Linked DNA regions of Sus scrofa: region 2 is linked to region 1. The links are chromatin contacts, called in public Hi-C maps. All regions are on one chromosome and are shown on one strand. The core of a region is the stretch at or near the end of the contact, and the rest is flanking DNA. Distances in the headings are between cores, read along the strand shown.

Region 1 (3,080 bases), core at 420-2,919:
CACTGTAAGTTATCAACTATTTATTTTTCTTTTTAGGGCCGCACCTGTGGCATATGGAAGTTCCTGAGCCAGGGGTCGAATCAGAGCTGCAGGGGTGGCCTGTGTCACAGCCACATCAACACCATATCTGAACCACATCCCCGACCTACGCCATACCTTACAGCAACACCAGAGCCTGAACCCACTGATCGAGGCCAGGAATCAAACCCACATGCTCAAGGACCCTATGTCAGGTTCTTAACCCACTGAACCACAACAGGAACTCCAATCTACTATATTTTTTAAATAGATGCCTAGGGAGTTCCCGCTGGGGCTCAGTGAGTTAAGAACCCTACTTGTATCATGAGGATGCAGGTTCGATCCCTGTCCTCACTCAGTGGGTTAATGATCTGGCATTGCTGTGAGCTGTGGTGTTGGTCACAGCTGGGCTAAGATCCTGCAGTGCTATGGCTGTGGCATAGGCTGGCAACTGCAGCTCTGATTTGACACCTAGGCTAGGAACTTCCATATGCTGCAGATGCAGCCCTAAAAAGAAAAAAAAAAAAAAAAAGGCAATAAATAGATGCATAAACAGATCATCAAAACACCAGGCAGTCAGTACAGGATAAAGTGATATGATGTAGGCATTCCCAAAGCCCCGGAGAGGAGCCCTGGGGAGCCAGGTGCTGCCCAGTCAGGGAAGGTAAGTATACCGAACACAGATGTTCTTCCTCCCTCCTCCTAGCCCTGCAGCCCACGGGCCACCCCCACAGATGTTGCCTCTCTAAGGAACTGGGACGGGTGGGAGGGAGCAGGAGAAACAACGATGCCTCACCTCTCGGTAGGACGAGAAAGGAGGGAAGGTTCACAGGTGTCCACTGAGGGCCTCCCCAGGCACGGGGCAGGTGGGTTAGTACCCGCTCTCACTGACCATCCCCTTTCAGGGCCTCTGAGTCTCCACGTCGGCCCATCTGGCAATGGAGATGCCGGAGGCAAGGGTACCCAGATGCTCAGTCCATGTGAAATTGAAGGAAACAGCAGCTTCCATTCTTGGGGTCCCATCCTTGATCTCAGGCTCCCTTCCAATTGCTCTATGGTAGACGTTTCACAGCCCCCAGCTTTCGGATGAGCCCCAGAAAGCTGAGGGAAAACACAGATCACTCTGGGTCTCTCAGTTTGGAAAAGGCAGCCGTGGTTAAAATCTGGCCTGGCCATAAAGCTGCTGTTCTTTTTATCCTCCCCCATTCTGCTTCTCCTCAACGGGGAGCAGGGAGTGTGGAGAAAAGGCTATGGGGGTGGGGGGACACAGGAGGGCAGTGGGAGTGAGACAGATGTTGTTGTGTAGAATGACCTGGAACTGAAGTGAGGGCGGATTTGGGGCTGGAGGGTGATGAAAACCAGGAAGCCACAGAAAAGATGGAACTACAGGGAGCAAGCGCCACCTGCCCCACCCCCATTACAGCAGGCATCCTGGCAAACAGGCCGAGGATCGGGCGAGGCCCCGAACCTCCGCACTAAACCCCTCCCCACCCCCCAGCATCAGCTGACCAGGCAGCCCCATTTCCAGACTCGTGCCCACAGGAACCAGGATGTGGGCACCCCGGGATGGACAAGCCTGACGTAGACAAGTCTGCGAACCCCCATGCCCAGCCTCCGCAGCCACAAGCCAAATACTTCTTGTGGTTTTGGCCGCAGTCGAGCGCCCACACCCCCGCTCACGGGACCGCAACTTCCCTGTCGCATCAGGTTACCGAGCCCGTGCACCGCCCCAGAGCTTGTTACACAACGGTGGTGCGCGCGCACGGCACCCACACACCCCGGGTGGCCCGACAGTCCCACAGAGGAAAGAAACCACAGCCTTGCACGGAGGGCACGGGCCCCTCGACAAACTCCTGGCATGGAGAGCTGAGGGAGAGGTGGGAGGGCGCCAGGCCAGGAGCCAGGACTCCGCGGGCTCCACCACGGCTCCCAGTGAAACCCCAGGACATCAGGTCCCCTCTCAGAGCCTGTTTCCGCACCCATCAAGGAAGAATCTCCGTCCACCCTCATGATCCAGACACCCTTTCCTTCGAGCCCCTTGAGACCCTCTGAACCACCACCCAAGGCCTCCTTTGCCCTGGGAATGTCTATGAGAAGGAAAGGCAGGAATTACACAGGGCAGAGACAGAGGGGCTGCACGCCATGTCCTCTACAAGGGCCCTTCTCTGATAGGGCGTCCCCCCTCCATAGAAATGGATGTGCCTGGAGAGGAATCCCTTGGTCACCTCCCCCCACCCTCTCAGGAAGAGGGAGGATAGAGGCCAGAGCTTTTTGAAGGGGCTCTAAAAAGCAGGAGATGGGAGTTGGGGGAGGTAATTTTCTTATTTGCACTTTTTTTTTCTTTTTCTCTGCAACAAACATGTGTTACATATTACTTTGCAATAGAAGCGGGGGATGGGCTTGACGCATGAACCTCCCCCCTGGACGTTTGCCCTCCACTCGGGCGGAGGCCTTAAACCTGCATTTCCCTAAGCATGTTGAGGTCAAAGGGCTCCGACCAGCAAAGGAAGCCTGGGCTAAACAAAGTGATGGGTTTTCTTCCTGCAGGACCACTCTGAGCCTCCAAGAGGCTTGTCTGGGCCACGAGCCTCTGAGAGGAGGAATGAGACAAGGAAATACATTTGGTCTCAGAGCTCCTTATGGGGAAGCATCATGAAAGACACTTTCTAGATACTGCGGGCACTCAGGGTCCCATGAGGCAGAGAGCCAACACACAGTCAAGCATGCAGGGCGCCACCAGAGGAGAGATGGCCGAGCCCGGAGAGCAGCGAGGGCAGACTCCCTAGGGAGAGGGAGAGACCGCAAGAGTCAAACCTCAACCTCTGTGTAGAGCTGGCCCAAGCCCTGCATCCCTTGGATGACAGTTTCCAAAGCAGGTAGTAATGGGAGAGGGCCCTTGGGTGGCCTGGCCACCTCCCTGAGGTTACTTAGATCTGCAGTGACCCCTGCTGGCTCTGCCCAAAATCACCCCTCCCCTATGTAGAGCTTCCCGATCCCCCTCACCCTCCTTACCCTCCTTCTCGCCAATCCCTGACCCTCGAGCATCCTCCCCACTTCCTCCA
Region 2 (3,080 bases), core at 243-2,742, 370 kb before region 1:
TTTGTTGGGAAGTTGCTCCTTCCCACCTCCAACTCTCCAACCAGCCTGAAAACCCCAGGGATGCAGATGGTGGATGAGTCACCTGTTCAAGAGCTCAGGAGGCCCAGTTTAGATCCAGTTTGATGAGAAAGACACAGCCCTGCCTCAGGGAGCCCCAGTCTGAGGGGGGACATAGCCATGCCCTCAGGGAATCCCGGTCTGAGAGGGAGACGCAGCCCTGACTCAGAGAGCCCCAGTCTGAGGGGAGGCACAGCCCTGACTCAGGGAGCCCCGTTTGGTGGGGAAATGACATGTGTTCCCTACTTGCTCCCTCCCTGGAGTTGCTTGTCCCCCCAGCCCCATTCTCTGCTCTCCGGGAGCTTTCCTTCCCCAGGGAGGGTTGGTTGGAGCATTGGGCACGCCAGGCTGGCTCTGCAGCCTCCTCCGTGCTGACTCCAGGGCCGCTCACCATCATGCATAAAGTCTGTGTAGCCAGAGTGTGAGAGTTCCAGGCAGGGCGACCGAGTCACGGTGAATCAAGGGTGACCTTGGACACCCCTCACCCCGACAACAGTGGCAAAGGGACATGAGAGCCAGGACAAGAACAGGTGCTCACTGCCCCCAGCCCTGCCTCAGGTTTGGGTGGCGCATGCGTGTGGGAAGCGAGTGCAGCCCACATCACCCCATCTTGGCAGACACGGGGGGCGGAGTGAATCACTGAGAAAGAGGTGGGTGTCTGGAAGCCAGATGTGGCCCAGCTGTTTGGGGCAGCGAGCCCAGCCACTCCAGACCAGATGTGGTAGCACTCGTGTCTCCCTCCGCCCTCTGTGTCCAGGAGCTTGGAAGCACTTCTGGGGAGGACCCCTTGCCCTGGGCGGGACCAAGGACTCTCTCCCTACTGCGAGCTGTTATCTCCCCCGATCAGGCAGGTGGTCCCCAGGGTAAGAGCAGGGCCTCTGCACCGCGGGTTCACCTGTGCCTGCACACCTTCGCTGAAGCTGGAATGCTAAGACAGAGGGCAGAGGCCACGTCTGCCCCACCAGATTAGAGGGTCCGAAGGAAGACAGGAACAGTGGTCCCTCAGACGTAGCTGGGGCTCCCCAAGGACAGGGGCTGAGTCTGCCCATCACACGGTAACTCCCTGCGGCAGACGTCAGCACCACTTCCCCAACAGATCAGGAGTTCCCTGAAGGCTGACTTCCTCTCTCTCCCCATAAGACTGGGGCTCCCCGAGGTCAGGGCTGCGGGTCTCTGTCACCCCCGGGGTCCCGGTCAAGTCAGAGCTGAGTCTCACCCTCAGGCTGCCTCCCCCAGCGTCTGCCACAATTCCCTTCCCATCGTATTGGGCCACCGCCCCATTCATTGAGGCTTCCCTGTGTCTCCTGTGGTCCCTCCTGTGGTCATTTCACTCTCAGTGGCTGGGAAGGGAGCAGATTCCCAGCAGCTCCAGCCTGGCCCGTGACTCAGCACCTCAGCCTTTCTTCCTCTGCCGGAGCAGCCTCAGGCCGCACATCATGATGGGGAAACCCCTCTGGTTCTCTGCTTCTCTGCTTCTCTGACGTCTGTGCCTGTCTCCCTTGTCCTCCCCGTCAGCACGGCCCCCTCCCTGCCCACACACGCAGACTCTGCTCCTAATCCACTAGCAGAGATTATGAGGAAGGAGTGTGTCACCCACGTGGCTTCCTTGTAACTTCACGAGCCTGGGATGTGCGTGGGGAATGTGGTCTCCACTTGGCAAGTGAGGAATCGGGCTCAGAGAGGGCGAGAGACCTGCTCAGGGGCACACAGCTCCTGGGTGGCAGTCTGGAAACACGGGCAGGATCCAACCACGCATGTTCCCCAGCCAGGTAGCCTGGATGGCGTGGCTTGCTCAGCCTCTGCTTGGGGTGTCTGATGTAACACTTCTCCTGTCTTCCTTCAGATACTCTGATCTGATGGGGAGCCGCGCCTCTGCCCTCAGCCCGTTGTCCTCAGCGCCCCCTGCAGGTGCTCACAGTCTTGGGGAGAGAAGACAGGAAGAACCCAATAGCCTCCGGGAGGTAAATGACGACAGTGCTCGAGCGGAGCCAGCCATGCCATTGGGGTTGCCTGGCTGGATAAGTGAGTGACTTGCAGCAGAGCCCAAGTGCCAGGGGCTGGAGTGGCTCTGTGGGTTTGGCTCAAGGGTGCCTGGGCTGGTGGGCTTCCACAGACCAGACAGGGGACATTCTAGTTGCTCGATGGAAGGACAGCCTGAGCTCTGTGAGGTGGGGGTGTGTGGGGAGATAGCACTGTGTCTTTCCTCGTGGCATCGCTGTGTCCATTTAATGGATGAGAAAAGTTGGCCCAGAGAGGGACTTCACTTGGCCAAGAGCATGCGGCTCCCAGCCTTGAACCCGCGTCTGTCAGACCTCAAAGCCTTCATTCCCGTGAGGCGGGAGGCTGAATATTGCCCAGTCCTGTCCCTGCTCCTGCTGGGTTCTGTTGGACCTGCTTTGGCCCCATGGTTCGAATCCTGACTCTGTCCTTACCAGCTGTGTGGTTGTGGGAAAGTTATACAACCTCTCTGAGCCTCTGTTTCCCCATGGGTGTAATGTCATAGTACTTACATTGAGGTATAATTGGTATTTGTGAGTTGGTCACCCCAAGTAATTCTATGAAGATGTTGGCCTCTTCCTTCTCCCCAACCCCAACCCTCCCTCGGTCTAAGAGTGATTGAGAGTTTGGACTTGGCAAGATGGGGCTAAGGTCTCTCTGGGGGTGGGACATTCCCCAAGGGGCTCTCAGGCCCCTCCTTGGGAGTTTGGGGGGTGCAGGGGGAAGCAGGAAGCCTTACTTCCCATGGGTTCCATCCATCTCGGGTCTCCACTCCTCTCCCCACAGCAGAGTGTGGGCATGTGAGCTCCTGGCACGTACCCGGTGATAAGGCCCACCCAGCAGGCAGGACGTGGGCTACGTGAGGGGCCAGCGGAGGCGGCTGCTTTGGCCAGCAGCTGCCTGCCCAGCTCAAGGGGCCAAGGCCGGGAGGCTGGGCTGTGGGGTCCATTGTCTGCCCGCCTCCCCCCGCTCTGGCGAGCACAGACTCAGCAGCAGCCGGCAGCGGGCTCTTGGCAGAAGCTCTG

What was found. A called contact is a pair of places that touch in the nucleus more often than the background predicts.
Region 2: a Hi-C map of embryonic fibroblasts shows a contact between it and region 1, with 1.9 times the contacts expected there. The contact joins two enhancer-like sites. A contact is called at or near these places in 11 of 47 Hi-C or Micro-C datasets (embryonic fibroblasts, fetal heart ventricle, heart right ventricle and 4 more) and 2 of 2 datasets of contacts at active chromatin or transcription factors (alveolar macrophages and skeletal muscle).

What each region holds. Positions count from the first base shown.
Region 1 is chr7:38,697,485-38,700,564 of Sscrofa11.1, reverse strand. No RefSeq gene overlaps it. Among named protein-coding and RNA genes, the nearest start is that of MRPS18A, 42 kb to the right of the region's middle. Within about 2 kb of position 1,669, at least 26 of the 83 cell types and tissues checked have an H3K27ac peak or open chromatin away from gene starts, as enhancers often do. A contact at or near this core is called in alveolar macrophages, embryonic fibroblasts and retroperitoneal adipose tissue, where this site is marked.
Region 2 is chr7:39,068,078-39,071,157 of Sscrofa11.1, reverse strand. No RefSeq gene overlaps it. Among named protein-coding and RNA genes, the nearest start is that of TMEM63B, 68 kb to the left of the region's middle. Within about 2 kb of position 1,492, at least 28 of the 83 cell types and tissues checked have an H3K27ac peak or open chromatin away from gene starts, as enhancers often do. A contact at or near this core is called in alveolar macrophages, embryonic fibroblasts and retroperitoneal adipose tissue, where this site is marked.